2 separate regions of the Mus musculus genome follow, and region 1 is linked to region 2. The links are chromatin contacts, called in public HiChIP or PLAC-seq maps. All regions are on one chromosome and are shown on one strand. Each heading gives the region's core, a stretch centred on a gene start, on an enhancer-like site or on the middle of the called end of the contact. The rest is flanking DNA. Distances are from core to core; before and after follow the strand shown. Region 1 overlaps Ankrd31 (ankyrin repeat domain 31). Region 2 has its middle 9.8 kb from the start of Gm41028.

Region 1 (7,235 bases), core at 4,683-7,182, 130 kb after region 2:
GTTGAAGGTTATGTCCCTAAGATACCATGTTTGTTGTGTGCCTTCCCCTAGCCTTGAGTAGGCTAAACAAACACAAATGGTTTTACAACCTAGCTGGAGTCCCCTGGCCTCACATTTGCAATTTCCTAACAGAGCTTTGAGGAGTTGACTACCTGCTGAGCTTGCTTTGCAACTCAATCCAGCTGAAACAAAGGATGGGTCTTTGGGTTTTCCCTATATAAACGCAGAGCTGAAAATTTACCCAGTTCATAGATGGTTGCTGGACAGCTACAACTTTGGACACAGGACTTGCAAGATTTGACAGGGATCTGACTTGAAAGCCTCCTTGCTGAGGCTAGCTTTCATAGTATCAGAAGGTGCTATGCAAGCGGACAAGGCAGGGAAACAACCAACAGTCCTACCTAGCTGTTGATATCTATGAATCAAAAAAATGACCAATCCTGAAAGATACTCCCAAAGGTGCAAAAGGGCACTAATCAAGAGCTGTCTAACTGGAACTAAAGTCTGTTCAACAGGAGGGAAATCATGCCCGGTACTGGAAACTTACCTAACCATTGTGGTTACTGAGTCTATGGATCTTAGAGGAGAACCTACTAATACAAACAATTTTTAAATATCATACTTGAAGCAATCCCACGAAAATCAGGGACAAGACAAGAATGCCCACTCTCCCCATGTCTATTCAATATAGTACTCGAAGTTCTAGCCAGAGCAATAAATAAACAAAAAGAGGTCAAGGGAAAACAAATTAGCAAAGAAGAAATAAAGGTATTACTATTTGTAGATGATAGGATAATATACATAAGTGATTCCAAAAATTCTACCAGAGAACTTCTACAGCTGATAAACAACTTCAGCAAAATGGCTGGATATAAAATTAATTCACATAAATCATTAGCCCTCCTTTATATAAATGATAAACAGGCTGAGAAAGAAATTAGGGAAACAACACCCTTCACAATAGCCACAAATAATGTAAAATATCTTGGTGTAAACTCTAACCAAACAAGTGAAAGATCTCAACGAAGAAATTGAAGATCTCAGAAAATGAAGAGATCTCCCATGTTCATGGATTGGCAGAATTAACATAGTAAAAATGGCCATCCTACCAAAGGCAATCTACAGATTCAACACAATCCCCATCAAAATTCCAACTCAATTCTTCAAAAACATGGAAAGAGCAATTCTCAAATTCATCTGGAAAAGCAAAAAACCCAGAATAGCGAAAACAATACTTAACAATAAAAGAATGGCTGGGGGAATTACCATTCCTTACCACAAGCTGTACTACAGAACAATACTGATAAAAACTGCATGGTATTGGTACAGAGACAGACACACTGATCAATGGAATAGAACTGAAGACCCAGAAATAAAACAACAGACTTACGGTCACTCGATCTTTGACAAAGAAGACAAAAATATACAATGGAAAAAAGAAAGCATAGTCAATAAGTGGTGCTGGTCTAACTGGCAGTCTGTATGTAGAAAAATGAATATAGATTCATATTTGTCACCTTGCACAAAGTTCAAGTCCAAGTGGATCAAGGACCTCCATATAAAACCAGATGCACTGAATCTAATAGAAGAGAAAGTGGGAAAGATCCTTGACTTCATTGACACAGGGGGAAATTTCCTAAGCAAAACTCCAATGGCTCATGCTCTATGATCAAGAATTGATAAATGAATTTCTTCATGAAACTGGAAAGCTTCTGTAAGGCAAATTGCAACCTACAGATTGGGAAAAATATCTTCATGAATAACCCCACAGCAGACAAGAGGGCCAATATCCAAAATATATAAAGAACTCAAGAAGCTAACCACCAAGAAACCAAACAACCCAATCAAAAAAAATGGGGCATATAACTGAACAGAATTTACAACATAGGAATCTCAAATGGCTGAGAAGCACCTAAAGAAACGATTCTATATTACACCAATCAGAATGACTAAGATCAAAACCTTAGGTGACAGCACATGTTGGCAAGGATGTGAAGAAAGAGAAACACCCCTCCATTGCTGGTGGAATTGCAGCCTGGTACAACCATTCTGGAAATCAATCTGGAGATTCCTCAGAAAATTGGAAACAGATCTACCTGAAGACCTAGCTATACCACTCTTGGGCACATACCCAAAAGATGCCCCACCCTGCCACACGGGCACATGTTCCACTATGTTCAAAGCAGCCTTGTTTGTGATAGCCAGAAGCTGGAAACAATCCAGATGTTCCACAACAGAAGAATGTGGTTCATTTACACAATGGAATACTACACAGCTATTGAGAACAAGGATATCTTGAGTTTTGCAGGCAAATGGATGGCACTAGAAAATATCATCTTGAGTGAGGTAACTCAGACCCAAAAGGACATGCATGGTATATACTCACTAATAAGTGGATATTAGCCAAAAAACAAAACAAAACAAAAACAAAAACCCTACAGAATACCCAGGATACAATCAACAGAACTCAAGAAGGTTAACAAACCGAAGAGTCCAAGTGAGGATGCCTCAACTCCACTTGGGAGGGAAAAGAAAGCAACCAACCACGAGGCGTGGGGTGGGGGAGGGGCTGGGTGTGAAAGGGGACAGAGAGGGGAAGAGGGGAGCATGATCAAGTATTCTGGAGGGTGATGGGGGAGGGGGGGGCGGACAGGACTGAAGCCTGAGACCAGCAGAAAGAATAGAAACAGGCAACCTTGTGAGGTAGGAGGTGGGGCGGAAACTCCAGAATGTACCAGAGACCTGGGAGGTGAAAGATTCTCAGAACTCAAAGGGAGGGACCTTAGATGAAATGTCCTATAGTGGGGAGAGGGAACCTGTAGAGCCCACCTCCAGCAGAAAGACAGGACATCAAGTGAGGAATGGGGTTGCCATCCCACAGTCAAAAACTCTGACCCAGAAGTGTTCCTGTTTGAAAGAGCTGCAGGGACAAAGATGGAGAAGCAGCTGAGGAAAAGGAGGTCCAGCGACAGACCCAGATTGGGATCCAGTGCAAGGGGAGGCCCCAAGGCCTGACACTATTACTGAGGCTATGGAGTGCTCACAAAAAGGGGCTTATCATGACTGCCCTCCAAAAGACCCAACAGAGCAGTTGAAAGAGTCAGGTGCAGATATCTACATCTAACCAATGGACAGAAGCTGCTGATCTCTGTGGTTCAATTAGGGAAACGCTGGAAGAATCTGAGGAGTAGGGCGACCCTGTAGGAGGACCAGCAGTCTCAATTAACCTGGACCCCTGAGGTCTCTCAAACACTGGACCACCAACCAGGCAGCATACACCAGGTGGTATGAGGACCCCAACACATATATGGCAGAGGGCTGCTGGGTTTGAACTTAGTCAGAGAAGATGCACCTAACCCTCAAGAGACTGGAGGCCACAGGGAGTGGGAGGAACTCTGGTGGGTGGGGTGGGGGTGGGGCCATCCTCATGGAGATGAGGGATGGGATGGGGAGGTACTGAATGAGGAACAGTCAAGAGGGTAGACTGGGAGGGAGGGGAATAAAATCTGGACTGTAAAAAAAGATTAAATAAAATTTAAAAGAAAAGGAAAAAAGAAAAATGAGCAACGGATCTGAACCAACCAATACCTGAACCAAAAAGTAAATATGCATGGTCACCCACCCGGCAGTGGTGGTGCATGCCTTTAATCTCAGGACTCGGGAGGCAGAGGCAGGTAGATTTCTGAGTTCGAGGCCAGCCTGGTCTACAGAGTGAGTTCTAGGACAGCCAGGGCTACACAGAGAAACCCTGTCTGGAAAAACCAAGAAAAAAAAAAAAAAGCATGGTCAATAGCACAAGAAAATATGTTCAACACCGTTAATTGTGGACATGCAAATTAAAACCATAATGACATAATGATGAAGCAGTACACACACACACACACACACACACACACACACACACACACACACACACACGCTATCGCACACACAATATAGCCACACTATATGTTAGCAAGGATAGAATTAGAGGGCTGACCATACTAAGCACTGGTGATGTGCAGCCACTAGAGCTCTCACGCACATGCACAAAAGGTTGGTGCATGCATCAGATTTTATAAATAACTTTGGCAATTTCCTTAAAGGGTAAATGTATACCTAACTTAGGATTCAGTAACTCCATTTATAGATACTTACCCAAGAAAAATGAAAGTCTATTTCATACAAAACCTGCATAAGAAAATTCATACTAGCTTTATATATAAAAGCTAACAGCTGGAAACAACATAAATATCTATGAGTTCTTGTTTTGACTTCTTCCAATGACAGACTCTGATCTGGAAGTATAAGCCAAATAAACCTTTTTCTCCCTAACTTGCTTTTTGGTCAAGGTGTTTTGTCCACAGCAGGAGAAACCCTGACTAAGACACTATCGTATCAGGTAAAACAAACCACTACCTAGAAATGAAAAGGGAATGAAAAAGGCGAATCTTAAATAATTAAGACTACAAGAAAAGAGTTTACAAAAATTAATATGTAAAGTATAATTCTCACAATTCAATTTCTTTTTCTTTTTCTTCTTTTAATGGTTTTAGAGCTTTATTGTAGAAAGGCAGGGAGAAAGGAGAGAAGGTAGAAAGAGAGAAGGGGAAGGGAGAGAGAGAAGGAGGCTAGAGAGTAAGAGTGGGGGCTTAAAGAGACAATTCAAATTCTTAGAGATGCAAAAGAGAAGCACAAAGCACAGCATCAGCTGTCCGAGGCAGGAAGAGAGATAAAGCAGGCTCTAAGAAGCATCAGGAGCAGATGGATAGTTTATTGTTTGTGGACAGAATTTCACAGGTAAGTACATATGTCATGCTTGTCAGATAGTATGCTTTGAATATGCATAGTGTGTTGTACACAAATTATACCCCACTAAACACTACTGAAGATTCATTAAGCTGATCCGGAGAAGTAGCTACAACTGTCAAAATCTGGGTAACTATAACTAACCTGCTAAAAATTGATGTGCTCTGGATAATGTAGTTTTTACTTATCAAAGTGGTTGTCAGGCAAACTAGAACATTGAAAGAAATGAGCTCAGAACCGTAATAGTAAACTTGTTCTTAGTGTGTAAGGAAAGCCTCGGGAGCAGGAAAAGCCTTTGTCCAGGGATGAGAAGAGCAGGAAACACAGTCACTTAGGTGAAATTCTGGTTAGGCAGGGGTGATTCTCAAAGAGCAGGCTACAAGCTAAGAAGCATATTCAAAGACTTGGTAATCTTTTTCACGCTAAATTCCTCTTTCAAAAAGTAAGAAGAAACTAAATGCTTTTAAATATGTTCATCTATTAGAATCTTTTCTTACCACCCACTTTTATGCATATATTATATTTTAGTTAAGTTTCTTACTGAAAGTGTGGTCCTAACTTTCTTACTGAAGTGTGGTCCTAAACTGAGCCTCTATGGAAGAAAAATTAACATGTACCTGGGAATGTCTTAGCACTGTACTGGTAGCTCTTGAACCTAGTTTGGAACTAATAACAACAATTTCCTATCTTTGCTATTAAATTCTTCCTGCTACAATATTATTGACTGACTGTAGTTGAGAACCAAAGGTGCTTATGAGTAAATTCTATCAGGGCAAATTCAGAATAGGGTATGACTGTGGATTTTCTTCTTAATGGGTATGTCCCTCCATTCAGAAAGCACAGCCAAATCTTATTTCCTTTATGCCTCTACTATGCTATCCAACACTACTTATAAAATCTGAAAGACTTTAGAGAAAAAAAAATACCTGTGTTTTAAATTCGAGAATGTTATTTCCTGGGTTAATTCTTCCACGTAATATCAAGTCTTTCAGCTGCACAGCTTTCTTTCTGGGAGTTGTGTTGCGGTGTGGAACGGTTTTAGTAGGATGTTGATGGGCAGACGCAGAGGAAAGAGAGCTCTGAGTGCTATCTGTGTGTGAAGCAGCAGCAGCGGAGTCTCTAAGACATGGCAGTGTCTGATGCACAGTGTAGGTGTCTAAGACAGCAGGGGCCTGCGGCAGAGGCTCTGCAGCTCCCGCAGATGGTTGCTGGGAAGCTGTCTTCTTGTTTCTTCTTTTCGGATTACAGCGGGAAAGCTTCTGACTGTGAGGATCAGCTGCTAGACAGGCACCATTTGGGGAAAATATGCTTTTATCTTCTGAAATATTTATAGTGCCAGTTAGTGCAGAACTATCAAATCCACAGCCTTTGACTGTAGCTTCTGCTTGTGAGTTTTCTGCGTGAGGAGTAAGAGCAGCAGGTTGGGATGATGATGCAATTTTCTCAGCGTCATCTGTGGGTTTAGATCTTAATAACCCACCCAAGGTACAATCCTGGACATTTTGTTTGGAATTTATGTCATTTCCAGAGAATTCTTCTCTTCTTATTGCCTCTGCATTTAAACAAATGTTAATCTTCTGGCTCTCACTCTCTATTTCAGGAGACAATGGTATTTCTTGCATGCTTCCGTAAGCCAGACTGACAGGAGCGAGTAAGCCTGGCTGGGCATGTGCTGAGTCTCCCATAGTAGGAGGCTCCTGGCTCTTCTTGTCACTACTGATGTCTGAGTTACATGGCAGCTTTCTTAAACCAACACCAGATACTGCTGTAGCATTCTTATAGTTTTGAATTTTCAGTCTTATCTTTTTCTGTTTCTTTGCTACAACTAAAAGACTCTTTTGTCTCGTGGCCAGGTTAGCCAGTTGTTCTCTCAAGGCCCCATGCTTAAATGACTCCATGGACACCCTATAAGAAAAAGAAAAAAATATTAACACAGAAGATTTTCATCATAGACTATGGGATATAAAAGATACTCCCTCTCTTAATGCGCATCAGCTTTAAGTATAATAAAATCTGTATTTGAGATATAGTTTCCTTTATAAGGAAACTGACATTTATTTCAGATGAGTTTGATTTTAAGATAGTTTTAAATTTACCACTTTTACTATTTTATGTAGATGAGTGTTTTTGCTGAATAATTTATATGCACCACTTTCACGCCTGGTGCCAGAGATCATAGGAAGGCTTTGGATGTCCAAGACTGGAGTTATAGATGCTTGTGAGTCAGCATGTAGGAACTGGGAATTGAACCCCAATCCTCTGAAAGGGCAACAAGTGCTCCTAGCCTCTGAGACAACTCTACAGTTCCAGGTTGCCTTTGTTAAAAACAGAATATTACATTATTTGAGTGAGCCTATAATGAAAACAGAACTTGGGCTATTGATAGTATATTGTGTGGCAGGTAGTCATTGGCAGCTGAATAGTACTACTGTTACTAAATTTTCACT
Region 2 (7,159 bases), core at 380-2,879:
CATGCTACACCATGCTTTAGGATAAAATTTCATTTTTTTTGTAATTAGAAGTATTTCATGATATATAATTACATATTTTGTAATTAATCACTCTGCTTTAATTTTGCTCAGCTTTAAAAATGAAAACACATCCTGTATAGCAGATATTTACAAATAGCAAAATTACAGTTATGAAGTGGCAGTGAAAATAACGTTATGGTTGGGGGGTCACAACAACATGTATTAAAGAGTTTCAGCATTAGGAAGGGTGGAACCCACTGCTCTAGAGCTGGAGATACAATCATGACATAGACAAGGAGAGGAATTGTTAGAACACGTGGAGGGGAGAAGTAGCTGAGAAGACAGACTTTAGAAATTGGGGTACAATTTGATGGATGACAGACGCGAGAAGAAACAGATGATCTGTATACACGTCGTCAGGGAGTCAGATCAGCAGCTTGGTTCGGAGAGGCTGAACTCTGTGGAAGGGAACTGATATATGCCAATCCTGGGCTTTGTCACCACATGTAGGAAAAATTACAAAGTAAATAAAAAATAAATAAAAGGAAGAACACGGGGCTAGAGAGATGGGTTAGTGGTTAAGAGCACTCACTGCTCTTCCAGAAGTCCTGAGTTCAATTCCTAGCAACCACATGGTGGCTCATGGGATCCAATGCCCTCTTCTGGTGTTCTTTGAAGACAGCTACAGTGTACTCACATACATAAAATAAATAATCTTTAAAAAAAAGTTGGAAGAACGCCACTGATTTTAAATATGGTGAAGAAAGTTTATTGTAGATAGCATAGACAGAGGCAAGGACTTCTGGGAGGGTTCAAAGCTGACAAGTTTCTGAGCAGGAACTTGTGAGGGAAGAGGGGAGAGGAGAGGAGAGGAGAGAGGAGAGAGGAGAGAGGAGAGAGGGGAGAGGAGAGAGGGGAGAGGGGAGAGGGGAGAGGGGAGAGGGGAGAGGGGAGAGAGAGCCAGGAGAGTAAAGGGTAGACAAAAGCCCTGGTAATCAAAATGGCTGCATTATATAGGGAAGCCCACCGAGGGGAAGGAAGGGCAGCCCAGCTTCTGAGCTGGAGAAGTTTACGGTAGGGGGTAGGGTTTGTCAGCCAGAAGGATCCTGTAACACGTAGGGACTGAAGGATGTTGCTGTGATGTGTTAAACAGGCACCTCAGTAAACAGTTTGTTCCAGTTGGAGACAAAGAAGGAGAGACACACAGCAAGGGACCCAAGTAGTCCGCGGGAGTGCAGGGAGATGACACGGCTCCCTTTCCCGGGATAACTCTGCGTTTAAGTGATTTTTTTCTTGGTTAAGGATGGTTCTTTTCCCCTAATTAAGAATTGCTCTGTTTAGACGGAGGAAGGCCCGCAGCTTTAGTGAAGCACGCCCAGACAGGCTTTCAGTTTATCTGATCAGCCTGGAATGGCCACGGGAGTGCGAGGTGAAACCTTACTGGGGAGAGAAAAAGCCTGCCAGATGCTTGTCTCAAGCTGCCAGGCCGTTGCTTCTGGTGCGGAGGGCGGTGGAAAGGCTGGAAATGTTCTGGTTTTTGTTTTTGTTTTTCTATTTGTGGCACTCGCCTCTATTTGCCTGTCAGGGATCTAATTCCTAGTCTCTCCAATACACGGGCAATTATTTTTTTTCTCACCTCTAGATGGAGCTAGCTAAAAGCAACTCGTCAGGATTATTCCTGGCTTAACACCTTCTAAATCTATGTTTTATCTTTGCTGCCTTGTTGCCTTCTGGGAAGAAGTCCTCCCCCCCCCCCACCCCCCCCCCCGCCTCCTTTCCACCTGCATTGCCGGATGATTGTTTTTCTGCAGCTCTTAAATCTGATCCCTTTCCCTCTGAGTCATGGCGATTGTCTTCTCCCCCTCTCTATGTCCCTTGCCCGTGCAATCTAAAAGTCCTGCCCCATCTCCTTGTCCAGCCATTGGCTGTATGGCAATTCTTTATTATCAATCGAAGCCAGCTGGGGGCAGCGATGCTCAGGTCTGGATGTGCGGCTTTTGGGAGCTGAAGTAAGATAAAGCATTAGAATCAGTTTCCAACACATGTGCATAAGAATGACATAATTTACTATATCTCATGTACCTTCTAATCTTTAGAAAGCATTTTTCTTTCTCCACGTATATGCATGTTTACATGTATGGGGAACATGTGGAGGTGTGCATGTAAGTGGATATGAGCGCATTATGGAAGCCAGAACTGTTTTCAGAATTTTCTCCCATCGTCCTTCCCCCTTATTCAATGGGACGGGGTCCTGTCGAATCCTGTTTCTCTGTGGGGGTGGGGGTGGGATGTGCTCCGATCACTATCAGAAGGCGGCGGTAAGTCCGAAGTGGAAAGTACACAGAGGTTCCCATCTCCTCTCTGGGAACCGTAGGGAGTGGGGAACAAGGGGTTCATTTAACTTTCCCTCCCAGGAGGACTGCGTGTCAGACAGGGAGGGGAAAGGCAGAGCCAGGAACTGGGCGGAACCTGATCGGAGTGAGTGTGGAGGGTGGAAAGTACCGAAGGGGCTGAAAGAGAAAAGCCTTCCTCGGGAGTTTTAGGTTCGGCTCTTTAAGATGAAAGCCTTCCCATGGCGATCCCTTTTTTCCCCCGGAGTCAGGGTTTCTCTGTGTAGTCCTGGCAGTCCTGGAACTCAGTCTGTAGACCAGACTGGAACTCAGAAGTCCGCCTGCCTCTGCCTCTCAAGTGCTGGGATTAAAGGCGTGCGCCGCCACGCCCGATTTCCCATGGCGATCCTAAAGAGAAGATGATCCTTGCTTGTTAATACTGGTTTATTTGACCGTGGATGTGAAGGCATACCCTTTATTCAGGGATAAAATACCTTCTGTGGGAAGGAATACCCAGGAAGGGGTAAGCTCACTGGCTGAATACTTGGGGGGGGGGGGGGCTATCTATCCTCATTGGCATGGAGAACTCCAGATGTTTATGTTACACGATCCAGCAGCGCCATGGTCCTCAGTGGGGTATCATGGTTCCAGTACAGACAGAGGTAGGCAGGGGATGGCTCCACTCCTGTTCTCAAAGGGTCTGAGTTCATTCAACCTTACCATTCTTATGCCTGTCTGGTCACAAGGTCCCACATGCCCTACAGGGTCTTTAACCAAACTCAGAGCTAATTGATTATGGCTACTAGCCTTGCTAACCAGCTTGCTTTGGGAGCCCTCTGTCACTTTAATGTCTATGGCTTTCTGGTAAATTGGAGTGTAGTTTTAGTTGTGAGCCTAGTCTTTAATAGCTGAGCCATCTCTCTAGCCCAAAATTGTTTTTTTTTCCCCCCGAGACAGGGTTTCTCTGTATAGCCTTGGCTGTCCTGGAACTCACTTTGTAGACCAGGCTGGCCACGACAAAATTGGAATTTTTATAAAGTGATAAATCTGAATAATTTCAAATTGCTCAGATTTTAATGTTTGCATTTCATAGAGTTTGCTTTGCATTTATAAAGAGATGTTCAAGCCTATCTGAAGAAAGGATGTCAGATGGATGTCTTCATGAGGAAGACTTCCGGCCTGCGTGCTGTGTAGACTCTGCATATTTACCCTGCTTGCTCCTGCAGTATTTTTTTTTTTTTTTGTAATTTCCCCCTTTCAAACAAATGCAGATGGGATGGTGAACATAAACAATCGCCCTCCAATCACACCCACCCAGCAGCTTCCCTACAGAGTGTCAGGCTATCCTCTAATTTAGGATTCCAGTGTGCTGACACCATTCATTGTTCTTTTACTTATAGCTCACACCACACACACACACACACACACACACACACACACACACAGATCACACCCCACGCACACATGTCACACACACTCCCCTCATATATCACACACACTCCTCCATACATCACACACCCCCACATATCACAAACATCACACACATCACACATATACACACAATATCCCACATACATCACACACACCTCTCTCTCTCACACACACACATACCCCACACATCTCTCTCTCTCACACACACCACACATATCACACACACACATACATACTCCCACACACACACACATACCCCACACACACATATCACACACACACCACACACACCTCACACGCACTCACATCACAAATCCTTTGATTTCAACCCCTTGGTTTTGATGTGAGTGAACCATATTGAGCCTTTGTTAGACACTCTAGTTTTTTCTGGGACAACGTCAATTGCTTCTCAGGGGTTTGCCTCTGAATTCTTTGCTGTTCACTGGAGCTCTTGGGGAAAGTGGGTTAACTTTTATTGAGTCGTAAAGTGTGGTTTAAGTAGATGAGACACATTAAAAATCAAGGCAGGTATAGAGATATATGTGCCCTGAGGTGACTTCTTCCCTTGCCTGACCATAAAGTTCCCTGTCCTATGTCACAATTGTATTAGTTTTAAAAAAAATATATCCTTCCTGTGTGTCTTTATATAAACACAAGAGAGCTGTCTCTACCCTTCACAGAGCTAAGTTTGACGTTGCTTAGCTGTTTTGTTACTTATATTCGGTGCTTGCTTTTGAAATCAAAAGTATCAATGGATACTTTTTATCTTTTTATAACTCTGAGATTTTACAAGGCACAATTCAATCCGAGGTAGAGATCTTATTGATAATTGCAGAGACATTTGCTAGTTCATAATTATCCAACTAGATTAGCTCCATGCGTTTTTTTTAGTGGGTGGTGCAGTGAAGGCCAGAAGTCAACCTCTAGTATTGATTCTCTGGCACCGGGTACCTTAATTTCAGAGACAGGATCTCTCACTGGGACCCGGAACTTTCCAGCCTAGGCCTGCAAATCAGTGAACTCTAAGTACCCAATTGTTTCTGTGTCCCCAGCATTGGGGTTACAAATGTGAACCACCACGCCTGGCATTTTCATGTGGGTGTTGGAGCTGAACTCAGCTCCTCAGACTTGCATGGTGAGCACTTAACTGTGCTGTCTCCCCTGTCCCTTGCTTTGCTATACTACAGTTGTTGGCTTGTCTGGCTTTTCATTCTTGATTTTTTTTTAAACCAAAGAGAGAATTCATTGGGGGTTTAGTCATCACCTGAAGTCAGAGGGCATCAGGGGACTGAGGAGGAGAGCGTCTTTTCCCCAGAGCTAGCCCCCACCTAATGTGCTCTTTAATTTAATTTAATTTAATTTAACTTAATTTAATTTTTTTTTAAGATTTATTTATTGATTATATGTAAGTACACTGTAGCTGTCTTCAGACACTCCAGAAGAGGGAGTCAGATCTCGTTACGGATGGTTGTGAGCCACCATGTGGTTGCTGGGATTTGAACTCTGGACCTTCGGAAGAGCAGTCAGGTGCTCTTACCCACTGAGCCATCTCACCAGCCCTTAATTTAATTTTAATGAAAGTTATGTGTTTATTATAAATATATACAAAATTGAGAAAAGTAAATGTTTATAAAAAAATTCAGAGCCGGGCATGGTGGCGCACTCCTTTAATCCCAGCACTCGGGAGGCAGAGGCAGATGGATTTCTGTGTTCGAGGCCAGCCTGGTCTACAGAGTGAGCTCCAGGACAGCCAGGGCTATACAGAGAAATTCTGTCTCAAAAAACCAAAAGAAAAAAAAAAACCAACAAAAAAATTCAGATCTCAGAAATTATCATCAAAAACCTTGATATTCACCCCCAAACTTTTTAGACATTACAAAATACACCCAAGGTCATAGTATCAATGTAATACAACTCAGAATTCACTTAATAAAAGGTTTCTGTACTTTTAGAAAAAAGTTTTTGATTGTTTGAGATTGCGACTCACTATGTAGCCCAGGCTAGCTTTGAACTCACTATGTAGCTCATTCAGGCTTATTTTGAACTTGAAGTGAATCTTTTGTCTTGGTTCCTGAGTGTTGGGATTACAAGTATAAGCTACCACACCCAGCTATAAGTTAGAAATTCTCTAATACTCTGGCAATATCTGGTTAGTGTAGAGCATATATTGTTTTCGTGTCACCGAGATCTGAGTGTATATCGGGGGCATCTTTGGGTGTGTTGCTGACTGACAGTGTTAACTCATTCTTGTGAAACGAGAGTACCTGTATCTCCCTTTAGAGACTAAGTCTGGTAACACATGAGCTCTGTGTTTATTGAGTCATCATTGTCCTTTTGCAAGAGTCAGAAGCTGTGACCTCTGGGACAGCTCCTCGGTTTGTAAGTAAAGCTTTATTGGAACACAGCATTGCTCATTTGCCTATATATTGTCTGTGGCTACTTTCATACAAAAACAGTGGTTGTGATGAATTCTTTGGTCTGCAGAGACTGCAATGCTACTGTTGGGCTGTAGTGGACTGAGTATTTGTGTAGCCCTTAGGTTCACACCCTACATTTTCTTTCTTTCTTTCTTTCTTTTTTTTTTTTTTAAGATTTATTTATTTATTTCATGTTCGTGGGAACACTGTTGCTATCTTCAGATACACCAGAAGAGGGCATCAGATCTCATTACGGATGGGTGTGAGCCACCATGTGGTTGCTGGGAATTGAACTCAGGACCTCTGGAAGAGCAGTCAGTGCTTTTAACTGCTGAGCCATCTCTCCAGCCCACACCCTACATTTTCAAAACCCAAGATGATAGTATTAGGAGGAAAATGGGTGATAGACCAATGCTTTCCTGAATGGTTGGTACCATCATAAAATCATCTAGGAAGGAGCTCCCTCAGTCTTTTATTGGCCTATAGAGACACCACTAAGAAGATAGTTGGAAGAGAGGTCTGGGATAGCCTGGCTATACCAGCTCCCTCCAAAATGATAAACAACACACTTCTACTACTTAAAAGCAAACCTGGTTTGTGTTACTTTGTTACAGCATCCCCAATGAATTAAGACATTGGTCCTTAACTGGGTGGGTAGCTGCAGTCTCAGCACTATGACAACCGAGGCAGGAGAATGGCAAGTTTGATGCAAATCCCCTCTTCCCCCAAAACATTGACCTTCTATAGAAAAAGTTTGTTGATCCCAATTAAAAAGCAGCAGCACTATTTAAAAGCACAATCAGACACCCCGCCTCCACTCCCACTCCCAAGCCTCCATAGTGGCTAGGCATTGAGTTAAGCTTATCACATAAGGCTTGATCTGTGCTCTGCACATTCTTTTATTTTTATTTTTAAATTGGATATATTATTTGTTTATTTCAAATGTTATCCCCTTTCCCGGTTTCCCCTCTGCAAACCCCT

The links. HiChIP or PLAC-seq counts read pairs in DNA pulled down with a chosen protein or histone mark.
Region 1: an H3K4me3 HiChIP or PLAC-seq map of forebrain shows a contact between it and region 2, with 5 times the contacts expected there. The contact joins two enhancer-like sites. A contact is called at or near these places in 1 of 39 promoter capture datasets (hippocampal neurons), 4 of 15 datasets of contacts at CTCF or cohesin (CD8 T cells, the NIH/3T3 cell line and large pre-B cells), 17 of 484 Hi-C or Micro-C datasets (the 63-12 cell line, B cells, the BV-2 cell line and 12 more), 24 of 115 datasets of contacts at active chromatin or transcription factors (the NIH/3T3 cell line, acute myeloid leukemia, bone marrow-derived macrophages and 12 more) and 1 of 9 other capture datasets (embryonic stem cells).

The regions. Positions count from the first base shown.
Region 1 is chr13:96,877,603-96,884,837 of GRCm38.p6, reverse strand. It overlaps Ankrd31 (ankyrin repeat domain 31), which reads right to left. Exons shown (of 26, transcript NM_001370928.1): 23 at 5,715-6,693. Among named protein-coding and RNA genes, the nearest start is that of Gcnt4, 43 kb to the left of the region's middle. Within about 2 kb of position 5,932, at least 22 of the 459 cell types and tissues checked have an H3K27ac peak or open chromatin away from gene starts, as enhancers often do. A contact at or near this core is called in cerebral cortex, cortical neurons, forebrain and 1 more, where this site is marked.
Region 2 is chr13:97,002,866-97,010,024 of GRCm38.p6, reverse strand. No RefSeq gene overlaps it. Among named protein-coding and RNA genes, the nearest start is that of Gm41028, 9.8 kb to the left of the region's middle. Within about 2 kb of position 1,629, at least 157 of the 459 cell types and tissues checked have an H3K27ac peak or open chromatin away from gene starts, as enhancers often do. A contact at or near this core is called in cerebral cortex, cortical neurons, forebrain and 1 more, where this site is marked.